2 separate regions of the Mus musculus genome follow, and region 2 is linked to region 1. A link is a contact called in public promoter capture Hi-C data. All regions are on one chromosome and are shown on one strand. The core of a region is the stretch at or near the end of the contact, and the rest is flanking DNA. Distances in the headings are between cores, read along the strand shown.

Evidence for each region. Promoter capture Hi-C pulls out the DNA fragments that hold promoters and counts their contacts.
Region 2: a contact with region 1 is called in a promoter capture Hi-C map of liver, with 2.6 times the contacts expected there. The contact joins the promoter of Prkar2a here to the promoter of 4930447F24Rik in region 1. A contact is called at or near these places in 5 of 39 promoter capture datasets (frontonasal cranial neural crest, liver, maxillary cranial neural crest and 1 more).

Annotation. Positions count from the first base shown.
Region 1 is chr9:108,129,268-108,136,305 of GRCm38.p6, forward strand. It overlaps 4930447F24Rik (RIKEN cDNA 4930447F24 gene), which reads left to right and starts at 4,451. Exons shown (of 3, transcript NR_126078.1): 1 at 4,451-4,523. All of the region lies in intron 2 of Bsn (bassoon), which reads right to left.
Region 2 is chr9:108,688,619-108,695,787 of GRCm38.p6, forward strand. Prkar2a (protein kinase, cAMP dependent regulatory, type II alpha) reads left to right here and starts at 3,525. Exons shown (of 11, transcript NM_008924.3): 1 at 3,525-4,094. The coding sequence starts at 3,839.

The DNA of each region.
Region 1 (7,038 bases), core at 3,201-5,700:
CCACCAGGAGCATGCTGGGATCTGCAGAGGCATGGCTCCATGTGCTCCCTGGCTCCAAGAGGGCTTCATCTGGAAGAAGAGTCTCCCATCTGTTCCTTTATTCAAACTGTTCAGTGTGCAGAGTAACTAAGTAGCCTCCCAAGACCAGGCAGCAGGTTCTGTGGACCCTGAGTTGAATGAGAAGGTTCCGAGTGATCTGTTTGCAGCAGCCACTCCCGGCTGCTCCTTTACTGGTTCCTGGGGGCAGCAAGGGAAGGAGACATCTTCCCTGAGAAGAGCTTTAACACGATCACTCCTGACAAGGACCTCAGTGACCCATGACCTACCAGCGTCTATCAGTCTCAGGTAGGGTCCAGGCGTATTTGACACACCTGGCCTCACAGGGTGCTCCCAGGGAAAAAGGCTGCCAGAAAGCTCTAAGGGCCCCAGATGAAGCAGGTTCTCTGGCCACTTCCCTCCGCTAGGCTCTGTAGCAGAGAACAGGGCTTCAGATCTCCATCACTTAGCTCACCTTCCTGTGGAGAGCCACCTGCCTCCGAGCCCTTGCTGGAGAGTAGCATTCAGTGCTGGATCACTCGGCACTGACATCATGCCTCGTACTGAATTTGTGCTTTCCATTTTAAACATCACAGAAGTGGCTTATAAATGTGACTCCCCTGCTGCTACCAAAGCCAGAGGTCCCTGGGATGACCCCATGCCAGTAGGACTCCAGGCCTTTCTGGGCTGTGAGTCACTGGTCAGGTCTCATTAGGAGGGACAGCACTCCCATAACCCCTGTGATCAAGGAGAGGCCAGTGTCTGAGCTGGCCTAGACATTCACATAGCAATGGCGACCACCTGCCTCATCCAACACCCTCTGCTGCCCATCCACCATTCTTTGTGCTTCGCCAGTCTGCTGTGATCTCAGCCTATACAGAGGGTACCTCAGAACACAACGGGGAAGAACATATGACCCAGTCAGACATGACCCGCAGAAGGGGCCTGTGCCAACCCAGAGATCTGAGGAGGGTTCCAGGAGTGTGCCCCAAATCTCAGGGTCTGTCTGTGATGGTGGAGAATGGAGTCATTGCCTGAGGCTGGAAGGTCTCACTAGCCTAGAACTCTGAGAAGGCTCTGAAAGTCTCCCTTCCCACCCTAGCTGATCTTAGGTCTCTTCCCTCTCTCCACGCACTCCTCTCAGTCCCAGAGAGGCTGCACTGCTTGAACTTGCCTAAGCTTCTCTTTTGTAAATCCCCAGGAGCGTTGGAGTTCATCTCCTGGCTCCAGTCTCTCCTCTTGAATTTTGTTGGTTTCCAGGTGTCGTCATCTTGGCCCTTCCTTATCGTAAGTCCTTGCCTCCTGCCCCCCAGACACCACTGACCTGACTTTCACTGTTACCGCAGAAGATCCACAGTCCCCATGGGCTTGACCCAGCTCTCCAAAGCTCACTGAATGGTACACTTAAACTCTGTAAATGTCATCATATGTAGATTTTACCTAAAATAACCTACAGTAAATACTGAATCCTACTTAACGGTGATACGCCTGCTGCAGTGGTCGGTGTGAAGTCCACTGTATCTGCACCACACTTTGAAAACCAACAAAGAAATTAGATGAATGGACAGATGACCAGACAGAGGGATGGACAGGAAGACAGAAGGACAGAGATATGATAAAGTTATGAGAAAACCATGCACGGTGGTGTATGTCTTTAATCCCAGCACTGGGAGGCAGAGGTAGGCAGATATCAGCCTGGTCTACAGAGTGGTTCCAGGACAGTCAGGACTACATAGTGAGATCCTGACTCAAATAGCCAAAAAGCCAAGCCAAGCCAAGCCAAGCCAAACCAAACCAAACCAAACCAAACCAAACCAAACCAAACCAAACCAGACAAAACCAACAAAACAACCTCCCACCCCCCCAACAAAACCCCAGGAGAGTCACAGGCTAATTAAAGATTCAGGTAACAGATCTGAGAGTTTTCCTTATACAATTCTTTCAACTTTCCTGTGGGTTTATATTTTCCCATGATGCAGTATTGAGAAGGACACGCTACTGTCACAGAGCTGAGCTCCTCCACTGCTCTCCTAGTGTCTTTTAGTTGGATTGTAGGGTTTGCTTGTATATTCTGGATATATCAACTACTTACTAGGTATAAGTCTGGCAATTATTTTCTCTCAAACATCTTTTCCTTTTTTTTTTTTTTAAAGATTTATTTATTTATTATATGTAAAGTACATTGTAGCTGTCTTCAGACACTCCAGAAGAGGGCATCAGATCTCGTTACAGATGGTTGTGAGCCGCCATGTGGTTGCTGGGAATTGAAATCAGGACCTTCGGAAGAGCAGTCTTAACCACTGACCCATCTCTCCAGCCTTCTCTCAAACATCTTAAATTTTCATCCAGTCTGATCTGTCTTTCTCTCTATTGACTGTGCCTTTGGTGTCTAAGATAAGAAACCACAGGCAAGTCCAAAGTTGGAAGGGCTTGTCCTGTATTTCTTCTTAAGAGCTTTCCAGCGTCACCTTGTATATGTAAGTGTCTCGCTCACTCTGGGTTAAGGGTTATGTATGGCTGCTGTAAGGGTCCAGCTTTATTCTACTGCTTGTGGAGACCCAACCTTCCCAGCATCATTTGGCTTTCTCCATTCAAAGTTCTTGTACTTCTTGACAAAGATCATTTTATCTTGAGCTTGGAGTGTAACTAATTAGCAAAATACTTAGTATCTACTACCTAGGCCCTGGGTTGAATCCCAGAAACACACACACACACACACACACACACACACACACACACACACAGAGAGACAGAGGCAGACAGACAGACAGACATAATAATCATGTAAATGTATATGTGAAATTTGGGAGATTTGGGGGTTTTGTTGTTGTTCTGATTTTGTTTTTTCTTTTCCTTTCTTTCTTTCCTTTCCTTTCCTTTTCTCTTTTTACATAGGGTTTCTCTCTGTGGTAGCGCTGGCTGTCCTGGCACTAACTTTGTAGACCAGGCTGGTCTTGAACTGAGAAATCTGCTTGCCTCTGCCTGGAGACTGGTGGGATTAAAGATGAGCATCCTGTGCCTAGCTTGATTTTGTGTTTATTTACCTTTTTGAGTCAGGATCTCACTTTTTCTTGTTTGAAATTTTTTTTATTTACTCTTATGTGTGTGTGCACATGCACAGTACTTGTGGAGAGCAGAAGAGGGCATCGAATCTCCAGGAGCTGGAGTTACAGGCAGCTATGCCACCCGATCCCAGTACTGAGAACTGAACCCTGGTCCTCTGGAAGAGCAGCAAGTGCTCTTAACCACAAAGCCATCACTCCAGTCCCCTCCAACTTGGTTGTGTGTGTGTGTGGTTTTTTTTTTTTTTTTTTTTTTTTTTTTTTTTTTTTTTTTTTGGCAAGTTTGCTCTGACTACTTGAGGGTCTGTGTGTGCCTGTGTGGGCATGTATCACAGCTTTTGCAAGAACCAGTTTTCTTCTACCCTGTAGGTCCTGGGAGTTGAACTCGGTCCATCAGGTTTGGCAGCAAGTAACTTTACCCACTGAGCCATCTCATCCCCCCTTTTCTTGGCCGTCTTTACTCCACTGTCTCTGTCCTGTTTCACTTGGCTTTACATATAACAATATACGATTTAGGGCTGGTGAGATGGCTCAGTGGGTAAGAGCACCCGACTGCTCTTCCGAAGGTCGGAAGTTCAAATCCCAGCAACCACATGGTGGCTCACAACCACCCGTAATGAGATCCGATGCCCTCTTCTGGTGCGTCTGAAGACAGCTACAGTGTACTTTACATATAATAAATAAATAAATAAATAAATCTTTAAAAAAAAACAATATATGATTTAGTGGTGAGCTGCATTGTTCTGCTCTGGATCCTTCCCATTCCTGTTTGGTTGATGCCTAGGCTCTTCAGTGCCAGCACTCCATGCCTGATGGCCTCAGCCACAAAACAGCCCATGCAACAGCACTCTTGTCTCTCCCGTGTCTCTGCTCTCCATCCTACAGATACAGTTAAGGTCGGCCCTGTCTCCAGAAAACAGGCAGCCTGGGGCCGCGTTCTAACACCAGGGCTGGCTGCCTAAGAGCTCCTAGAAGCTTGGAGGACTTTCCCCTGTTGACTGAATGGTTTTGCTGTTGCTGTTATTTTTTAATCAGGGGGGCTTCTATAAGGCAAATGGCCTAAGGACTAGGCACATGGTGGCTAAGATCCCTTTCCTGCCCCAGCCTGCCTGGAGGTCCACTTCCACTTTATTTAGGGTTAGAGGGAAGCACTGTAGTCATCTCCTCCTGGAGGAGGCCTCATCCCATGCCTTTAGGACACCTGTGCCTCATTTGAATCTGGCCCAAACAGCAGTGTGGCCTGGATGGGGCAGAGGAAAGGGGACAGGCTGCTGGCTAGGGCTGAGGACTCTGTGCTGCTCATAGCTCCACCCCCAGGCCATCTGGTGTCCTGGCCTTTGCTGGAAGCAGTGGGATGCAGACATTAAAGGGAGAGGCTTAGACCATTACATTGGCTCCCTTCCTTCTTTGCACAACCCACCTTCGGTAAGCATCCAAGCCCAGGGCTTGTCATGAGGTTAAGGATGGGGGCAGTAAGTTAGACCTGCCTGCCTGCCTCTGCCTCTGCCTCTGCCTCTGCCTCTCTGCCTCTGCCTCTCTGCCTCTGCCTCTCTGCCTCTGCCTCTGCCTCTGCCTCTGCCTCTGCCTCTGCCTCTGCCTCTGCCTCTGCCTCTCTGCCTCTCTGCCTCTCTGCCTCTCTGCCTCTCTGCCTCTCTGCCTCTCTGCCTCTCTGCCTCTCTGCCTCTCTGCCTCTCTGCCTCTCTGCCTCTCTGCCTCTCTGCCTCTCTGCCTCTCTGCCTCTCTGCCTCTCTGCCTCTCTGCCTCTCTGCCTCTCTGCCTCTCTGCCTCTCTGCCTCTCTGCCTCTCTGCCTCTCTGCCTCTCTCTCTGCCTCTCTGCCTCTCTCTCTGCCTCTCCTGCCTCTCTGCCTCTCTGCCTCTCTGCCTCTCTCTCTGCCTCTCTGCCTCTCTGCCTCTCTCTCTGCCTCTCTGCCTCTCTCTCTGCCTCTCTGCCTCTCTCTCTGCCTCTCTGCCTCTCTCTCTGCCTCTCTGCCTCTCTCTCTGCCTCTCTGCCTCTCTCTCTGCCTCTCTGCCTCTCTCTCTGCCTCTCTGCCTCTCTCTCTGCCTCTCTGCCTCTCTCTCTGCCTCTCTGCCTCTCTGCCTCTCTCCCTCTCTGCCTCTCTCCCTCTCTGCCTCTCTCCCTCTCTGCCTCTCTCCCTCTCTGCCTCCCTCTCTGCCTCTCTGCCTCTCTGCCTCTCTGCCTCTCTGCCTCTCTGCCTCTCTGCCTCTCTGCCTCTCTGCCTCTCTGCCTCTCTGCCTCTCTGCCTCTCTGCCTCTCTGCCTCTCTGCCTCTCTGCCTCTCTGCCTCTCTCTCTGCCTCTCTGCCTCTCTCTCTGCCTCTCTCTCTGCCTCTCTCTCTGCCTCTCTCTCTGCCTCTCTCTCTGCCTCTCTCTCTGCCTCTCTGCCTCTCTGCCTCTCTGCCTCTCTGCCTCTCTGCCTCTCTGCCTCTCTGCCTCTCTGCCTCTCTGCCTCTCTGCCTCTCTGCCTCTCTGCCTCTCTGCCTCTGCCTCTGCCTCTGCCTCAGCAACGGCTAAGCCTGGAGTAGATAAGGTCCTGACCATACTCTTTCCTCTAGTGTTTTATTTACATTTTCAAACAGTTTTCTTTGTTTACTCTGTGTGTGTGTGTGTCTGTGTGTATGTGTGTCTGTCTATGTGTCTGTGTGTGTGTGTGTGTGTGTGTGTGTGTGTATGCATGTGTCTGTGTGTATGTGTATATGTGTGTGTCTGTCTATGTGTGTCTGTATGTGTCTGTGTGTGTCTTTATGTGTGTCTGTGTGTCTGTCTGTGTCTGTGTGTTTGTCTGTCTCTCTGTGTGTATGTGTGTGTGTATGTATGTGTGTCTGTATGTGTATCTGTCTGTGTGTCTGTCTGTGTGTCTGTCTGTATGTCTGTGTCTGTATTTGTGTCTGTCTGTGTGTGTTTGTGTGTGTCTGTGTGTGTTTATGTGTGTTTATGTGTGTCTATGTGTGTGTCTGTCTCTGTGGTGTCTTTGTGTGTGTGTTGTCATGGCTTGTGTTTGGAGATCAAAGAACAATTTCTGCCCTTCCTCCATGCAGCTCCTGGGGGCTGAACTCAAGTTGTCAGGCTTGGCATCAAGTGGCTTTACCTGCTGAGCCATCTCATCAGCCTGGTAATTTTCTCAAGTGGAGTTTGAAGTGAATCTATCTCTGGGCCAGCCAGGGTAAAACAGAGAAACCCTGTCTGGGTTTGGGCTAGCAGCCCTCACACCCCTGGTAGGAGAAGAACAGAGGAGGAGGAAGAGGAGGAGAAGGAGGAGAAGAAGGAGGAGGAGGAGAAGAAGGAAAAGGAGAAGGAGAAGGAGAAGGAGAAGGAGAAGGAGAAGGAGAAGGAGAAGAAGGAGAAGAAGAAGAAGAAGAAGAAGAAGAAGAAGAAGAAGAAGAAGAGAAAGAAAGAGAGAAGAGAAGACAAGGAGAAGCACTTCCCCATTTCCCATCCCCGGCTCTGAATGTTAGCGTCTCTGGCCTCTGGTTGCCAATGTGATATCAGAGCAAGGGTTTCTTATGTGTGGTAAAAACAGAACTGATGCCAAAATGAAACCCTCTACATGGTCTTTTGGCAGAGTTCCTAACAGGTGAAATCTTTGTAATTTAAAAAAAATTTTTTTCAAGACAGGGTTTCTCTGTGTAGCCCTGGCTGTCCTGGAACTCACTATGTAGACCAGGCTGGTCTCGAACTCAGAAATCTGCCTGCCTCTGCCTCCCGAGTGCTGGGATTAAAGGCTTCGCCACCACGCCCCGCTGAAGGTTTTTTTTTTTTTTAATTTTTTTTTTATTTTTTTTCATTTATTTATTTACTATATGTAAGTACACTGTAGCTGTCTTCAGATACCCCAGAAGAGGGCATCAGATCTCATTATGGATGGTTGTGAGCCACCATGTGGTTGCTGGGATTTGAACTCAGGACCTTTGGAAGAGCAGTCA
Region 2 (7,169 bases), core at 2,275-4,774, 560 kb after region 1:
TCCTAGTCAGGTTAAGTGGGTTGTTTCTGCTGAGTTCTCTTAGTAGATGAAAGGTATGAGGTAAGTAAGCTGGGACCTGGGCCAAGGGCAAGGCTTCAAGGAGTATTAGCTTCTCTTTCCCTCGGGAAGGGGGATGGTTTTAAGTAAAGGGAAGCCGGACATGGTGGCACACGCCTTTACTCCCAGCACTCGGGAGGCAGAGGCACGTGGATTTCTGAGTTCGAGGCCAGCTTGGTCTACAGAGTGAGTTCCAGGACAGCCAGGGCTACACAGAGAAACCCTGTCTCGAAAAACCAAACCAAACCAAACCAAAAAAAGAGTCTAAGAAATTCACTATTTTACTGGAAACAGCAGTTGGTACCCTGCCTAAGTTTGCTTTCATCAAAACCCTCCCTGCTGTTGGTGCTAAACTGCCTGTGTCCCTCCTCTGCAAACTGTGCATGGCAATTGTAAAAGCCTATGAGAACAAGCCTCATTGTATTCATATCTGTATCTGTGGCTGGTGGTATGGTGGTCTAATGATGTTCATTACCTGAGGGTTGTGAGGAAGACAACATGGGATGAGGGGCCTCATCTGCTGGATGGCTTTTGCTTCTGAAGGTCTCCGCTTTAGGCCTTTCCACCCACCATTGTCACTTGCTCTTAGCAGCTGTTTGTCAGTGGTGGGTTTGGTTGCCATGGTAACAGCTAGTCCTGTAGCTGGACAGGCTTGGATGCAGGCAAGATGGCATTCAGGACAAAGGTTGAAGATGCAGGGCTTAGATCCCTGATGCTCTCTTGTTACAAGGCCTTTCAGTTAGCATAAATGGGCATTCATGACAGCCATTGTTCCTGTAATTATTGAAGGACAGGGAAGAGAGAGACCCTCCCTTTGGAAACCTAGAAGTGAGGGAGGTAGTCAGATTGGAACTACAAGCTATTTAACTTCACTGTGAATCTTCTGTATGGAGGAAGGTAAGGAGCAGCTAGCTGTAGGGTGTCTAATTTCTGTTCATGTCAGTCCTTTGAGGATTTTGTTGTGGCTAAACCCATTTAGGCTTGGTGCTAAGTACAACCTCTATTGCTGAGTCACAGCCTAGTCCCTCTTTAAAACAATTGCTTTTAGATTTATTTATATGGATGAATGTTTTGCCTCCACGAATGTATCTTCACTGCATCTGTTGAGGTCTGTATCCTTTGTAGTTCCCCTGGAACTGGATAGTTTGTGACAGTATGTGGGTTCTGGGAGTCCAACCCAGATCTTCATGAGAACAACTGTTCTTACCACTGAAAGAACATCTCCAGCTCTAGCCTGCTTTTTTTTTTTTTTTTTTTAATTTAAGATAGAGATTCCTCTGTGTTGCCTAGGTTTGTCTTAAATTCCTGTGTGCAAGAGTGATTTTTTTTCCTGCCTCATTCTCCTGAGTAATGGGATCTACAAATGATGTGTTACTATACTAGGTTAGGGTGCCCTCTGAATGCTGTCTGTTGGACAGATGGATGGTTAGGCTGTGCTGAATCTGTTTAACAGGTCAGGAAAACCAGACTGTTTCTGACAGAGGCCAATAGGGTTTCAGTGTACCGGGAGACCCTGTCCACACCCAACTCTGTCAACAACCTTTCTCTTCTCTATTTTGTAATTGAGGTCAGAGTCCTAACTCTTCATTTGCCTGTGCCCCATTTAAAACATGTAAGACATGATAATGTGGGAAGACTGGAACTTGGAGTTGTGAATTTACCTTTCCACAAGCTTGGCTGTAGGGTTGCTTGCAGAGAGGCAATTCCCTTGGTAATATGGTGCAGTGGTGGGGGGGGTCACATCTAGGTTTTTTGGATTGTAATGGCAAGATTTGAATCCTGGAAAACTTTTAAGAGTTGGCTAGACTGGGCCGTGGTGGTGCACATCTAATCCCAGCACTCAGGAGACAGATCTCTGAGTTCAAGGTCAACCTGCTCTAAAAAGTGAGTTCCAGAACAGCCAGGACTACACAGAGAAATCCTGTTTTGAAAAACCAAACCAACAACCTCTCCCCTCCTCCCATACCCCCCCAAAAAGAGCCAGTCTGCTCAAGAGAAGACCCATCTCCACTGTGTTGCTTTGCTTTTTTGTTTTTGATTTGAGATAGTTTCATGTAACCCAGGCTAGACTTGAATTATGTAGCAGCTTTGAAAGAAATGATACATATTATGAGACTGAAGTCAGGAGAGCAGTTTCTGCTTCTTTTGTTGCTGAAATGTATCATTTGTTCCTTCTTCATTCATTCATTCATTCATTCAGTCTTCACAAGTATGCTGTCAGTGCCTCCAGCCAGCATGCTGGATACTGCTTCGCCGCCACTCAACATACATTCAGGGACACATAGCTGTTTGTAGTCTCAGGTCTACCTAGCTTACAGCCTGGACTGGCCCCTACATTGAGTACCTCAGTAAGGTGTTCCCCTGTCACCATACACAGCTCAGTTCCCAGCAGCCTGAGGTTTTGGGTTTGTGCCAGGCCTTTATGGGCGGTGCTAGTGGAGATCTTAATTAATACTGGTTAATTACCAGGTGGTGCTTAACAATCCCAATACCCTTCAGGTTCCCAAGCTCACGAGTTGCTGGCTGGTTCCGGCAGGGAGAGGGAGAACAGTATTCTCGCTGGCTCTTTGGCCAGCACCTAGGCTGGATATTCCAGAAAGGTCTGTAACTTCTTTTGTTCAAGTTTGGTGACAGGAGGAAACAAGTTGAGGAACAGCAGGTGCCTCTCTAGTTCACCTCTGCCCTCTTCCCAAAGGCAAAAGACAACACGGTCTGTGGTCTGCTCAACTTCACCAAGTAGTGTGGCCCAGGGTTGAGTGGGGAGGAAGGAGGACTCTAAGTCTAGGCCTGAAGACCAAGATGGAAGTGTCCAAAAGGAGGAACAAGCCCCGAGGTCTGTCCAGCTCCTGGCATTATTCTGCTTTCTTACTGCCCACAATCGGCTGAGCGAGCTCTTTCAGGGTTATTTCTCTGCTTGAGGCTCACAAGTGACTATCTCACTGAAACTTTTACTTCCTACAAAGCCTTCCCCCTTTGACATCTCACGACGTCATATTAGACTCCTTAGGACCTCAGGCAGTCAGGCACGCATCGTTCTACCTGTCAGTCAAGGTGGTTCTTCTGACTTGACTAGGTCTTTGTTCCTGTTGTACAGGACTTTCCTCCAGATCGTTCTCTGGGCAAACCTGCTCAGTACTTTAGGCTTAGCATTAATGTCGTTCCCTAGAGTAAGCCCTCTGGCCCTCCACTAGAGCAGGGGTCAAGGTGAGGTGGTCCTGTGTCACTTCAGTGACCCTGGCACTCCTTTAAGAGGCTCGCAGCATGCTCCGAAAGCATGAGTGAAAGGTTTTTGTGACCAGGCGAGACGCACTAACCAGCCCGCCTCGCAGCCGGGCCACTCTTTCCTCATCTCCGGGGCCTCCCGCACCTTGACCATGGGCTGCTCCGAGAGCGGGAGGCTCAGCGGCGCACGCGCACTCTGGGCCAGCTCCTGGCCGGGGACGCGCACGCCCGCGGCCGCGTGCGTCACAACCCGGGCGCCTGCCGCGCCCGTCCAGCTTGCCTGCCCGGCGGTCCCCGCGGCGGCGGCGGCGCGGCGGCGGCAGCGGCGGCGGCTGCGGCCGGGTGACAACAGCAGCGGCGCCAGGCTGGCTTGCTAGCGGAAGGGTCGCGCGGCCCGCACAACAAACTCAGACCCGGCCAGAATAAGGCGCGACGCGAGGAAGGCCGAGACGGGCCGCGCGGGAGACCGCGGGCGCGGAGTGACAGGCCGGCGTGAGGGAGCGCGCAGGTTGCAGCCGCCGGCCGCCCGGACCCGCCGGGCCCCTCGGACGTCGCAGGCATGAGCCACATCCAGATCCCCGCGGGGCTCACGGAGCTGCTGCAGGGCTACACCGTGGAGGTGCTTCGGCAGCAGCCGCCCGACCTCGTCGACTTCGCGGTGGAGTACTTCACACGCCTGCGCGAGGCCCGCCGCCAGGAATCAGACACGTTCATCGTCTCCCCGACGACCTTTCACACGCAGGAGTCCAGCGCAGTCCCCGTCATCGAGGAGGACGGGGAGAGTGACTCGGACTCGGAAGATGCCGATCTGGAAGGTAGGCGGGCGGGGCAAGGCCGAGGTGCGATGTGGGCACCGAGTGAAGGGTTCAGGGAGGGACCCGAGGGCCGACCAGGGGTGCCCTGGGCTCGGCTCCCGGCCTTACCCTGGGCCGAGACCCGAGAGCTCTCCAGCCCAGCTGCTTGGGTTCCCCGGCGTGTGAGCATTCCAAATTGAGCTCCGCGGTTCTCTGAGCCCGAGCGTTCACGGAGAGTGATTTGTCAGATTCTGCCTTGAATGAAGCGTGCGCGTTCTTTGGTCCGCGTGGTGGCGCGGAGCTTGAGTCGGTCCCGCCAGAAGCTGCTCTGCCTCTTTGCCTTAGACCCCATAGCCTGCTTGCTTTCCGAAGACAAGAGCACCAGCACCCGGCAGCTCGCCCCGAATAAACCGGATGATCATTTCATTTGCAAAGAATTCCGTTTTGGAAGAGTTATTGCTGAAAACTGTTGGAGACGAGGCCGATCGCCTTGATTAAGCAGGAACTCAGTAGGTAGTTCAAGCTGACCTCGAACTTGGGGTCAACTATCTACCTCTGCCTCAATGAAAACCTTATAAGCATACACATAAGAGGAACGATGAGCTGAGCCCCTCCCTAAATGCTGTCACTCACATTCAGTAGCTGAACCTCCTCCCCCAATACTGCCTGCCGCTCACATTCAACAGTTATCAATATTTTCACTATTGTTTTACCTATATATATATTTCCTCTCTCCCTTTGCTCAAGTATGTAAAGGAAATTTCAGTTATGCCATTTTATTCGTGTCCAGTTAATTATGCGTTCCTCCTTCTCTTCCTCCTCCTCCTCCTCCAAGTTTCGATATGGTTAAAACAATTGAATCAAACTGGCGAGCATAATCAATACCTCGATTCCAGTGTTGATTGCAGGGAAGTATACAAGTAACATTCTACTCATTTGATTTAAGTAAGACTGTCAAAGAGCAATTTTATTTCCTCGGTTGCTTCCACTTATGCTTTATTAACATAATAGAGTTAGCCTGCTTTAATTGTTTTAATTTTAATTAATCCCCCCCCCCTTTTTTTTGAGACAAAGTCTCACTGTGTAGCCTTGGATGATGTAGACCAAATTGGCTTTGACCTCATGAGATCTGCCTGCCTCTGCCTCCTGAGTAGTGCTGGGATTAAAAATGGGCAATCTATGCCCAACACCGGCAGATTTATTTTTCTTTATGTGTTTGTCTATCTGCCTCATGTATATGCATACTATATTAGGCAGCTCTCAGGCCAAAAGAGGATACAGATGGTTGAAAGCCACCATGTAGGTGCTGGGAATTAAAACAGCATTCCTTAGAAGAGCAGCCTGTGGCTTTAAGCACTGAGCCATCTCACTAGCCCTTTTATTTTCTGTTCCAGCGCTGAGCCTCCCTTCAGAGTATTAATGAGCGCAGGACTCCCACTTGGAATAATAAACTCTGGAGTTGGATGACAGCGATGGCTATCTTTTTGTCAGCTTTGCTGTGTTGCAAGGTTGTTTGCAGACTCCTGGCTCCTGCCTGCAAGTGTTCTTCCCTCTTTAACTTTTCTTTGGTTGCCTTCTGCTTTTGGTTGGATTTTGTACTTGCAACTGTTCCTTATTTGGCTATGCTACATTGTATCAGCGGTTAGTGGTCATTTGGAGGTTTCTACTTTGTGGGTAGAGGGAATGTGCTGCTCTAGACTCTGGGACAGGGTTACTTTGTAGGTGTGTGTTTCCATTATTCTTGAATCTATACCCAGAAATACTAAGCCCTCCCTCCCCCTTTTTTTTCCTTATAGATAGGGTTTGAGAACTGAGCTCAGGCCTGAACTTTGTATTCTTCTGCCTCAGCTTCCCCAGTGCTGAGATTGAAGATGTGCATCACCACTCCAGCCCAGGCTCCTCTTTTTCTTCTTTTTAAAGATGTATTTATTTTATGTATATGAGTACACTTGCTGGGAATTGAACTCAATACCGCTGGAAGAGCAGTCAGTGCTCTTAACCACTGAGCCATCTTTCTAGCCCTCTTTTTTTTTTTTTTTTTTTTTTGACAGGGCTTCTCTGTGTAGCACTGTCTGTCCTGGAACTCACTACTTCCTGAGTGCTTGGGTTACAAAGTGTGGGGCATCAGATCTGGTTTTCCTCTTTAGGTTAGTCTTATGGGTTCTGTTCTTTGGGGTCAGATTATTGAGGCTTCTTGTCTGTTGGCTCCATGACCATAGTTAGTAAGTGATTTCTCTTTTTGTTTCCAATCCAAGTGTCTAAGGCTCAGTGTATCTGCTTGCAAAACAAACATTACCTGCTTGGTAATGTTCCAGAGTTGTTTTGTTTAGATCCTCAGATGGTTCTGAGTTTGGTTCATTTCGGTGCACACCAGATTTTAAAAGTGGCTTGTAGACTGGGTGTGGTGATGTACACTTGTAATCCCAGCGTTTGGGAGGCAGAGGCAAAGGGTTTCATAAATTTGAGGCCAATTAGCTCTACATAGTAAGTTCAGGCCGTCTGGGGCTACATAACAAGACCCAAAAGAGAAGGGGGGGGGGAATTTAATAAAATGATTGAACATTACTAGTCTTGTATATATTCTTTTAAAAATATTTTTATTATTTTAAATTATAGTATACACATGAGTGCTGGTTCCTACAGAAGCCAGAGGCTGTGGATCTCCCTGGAGCTGGAGTTGCAGCGGCTTTTGAGTCCCCTGATATGGTTGGGTGCTAGGAACTGAACTTGGGTTCTTTATAAAAACAGCGCATGCTCTTATGCTCTTAACCACTGAGTATCTCTGTGGCTTGGTCTTAGCTATCTCTGTAAAGATCTCTGAGATATCATTATGTTGCCCAGGCTGGTTGAAATGATCAGATCTCCTGGACTTAAATGGATCTTACTGCCTCAATCTCCTTAGCTGAGCCCCCAGGGAGACAGACAGACAGACAGACAGACAGTCACACACACAGATAACAGAGGTCAACCTTTTGTCACTTTTCAGGAGTTGGTTTTCTTTCTTTCTTTCTTTCTTTCTTTCTTTCTTTCTTTCTTTCTTTCTTTCACAAATTTTATTAGCCTAGAGCTCACATAGGCTGGTCTGTGAGGCCACCA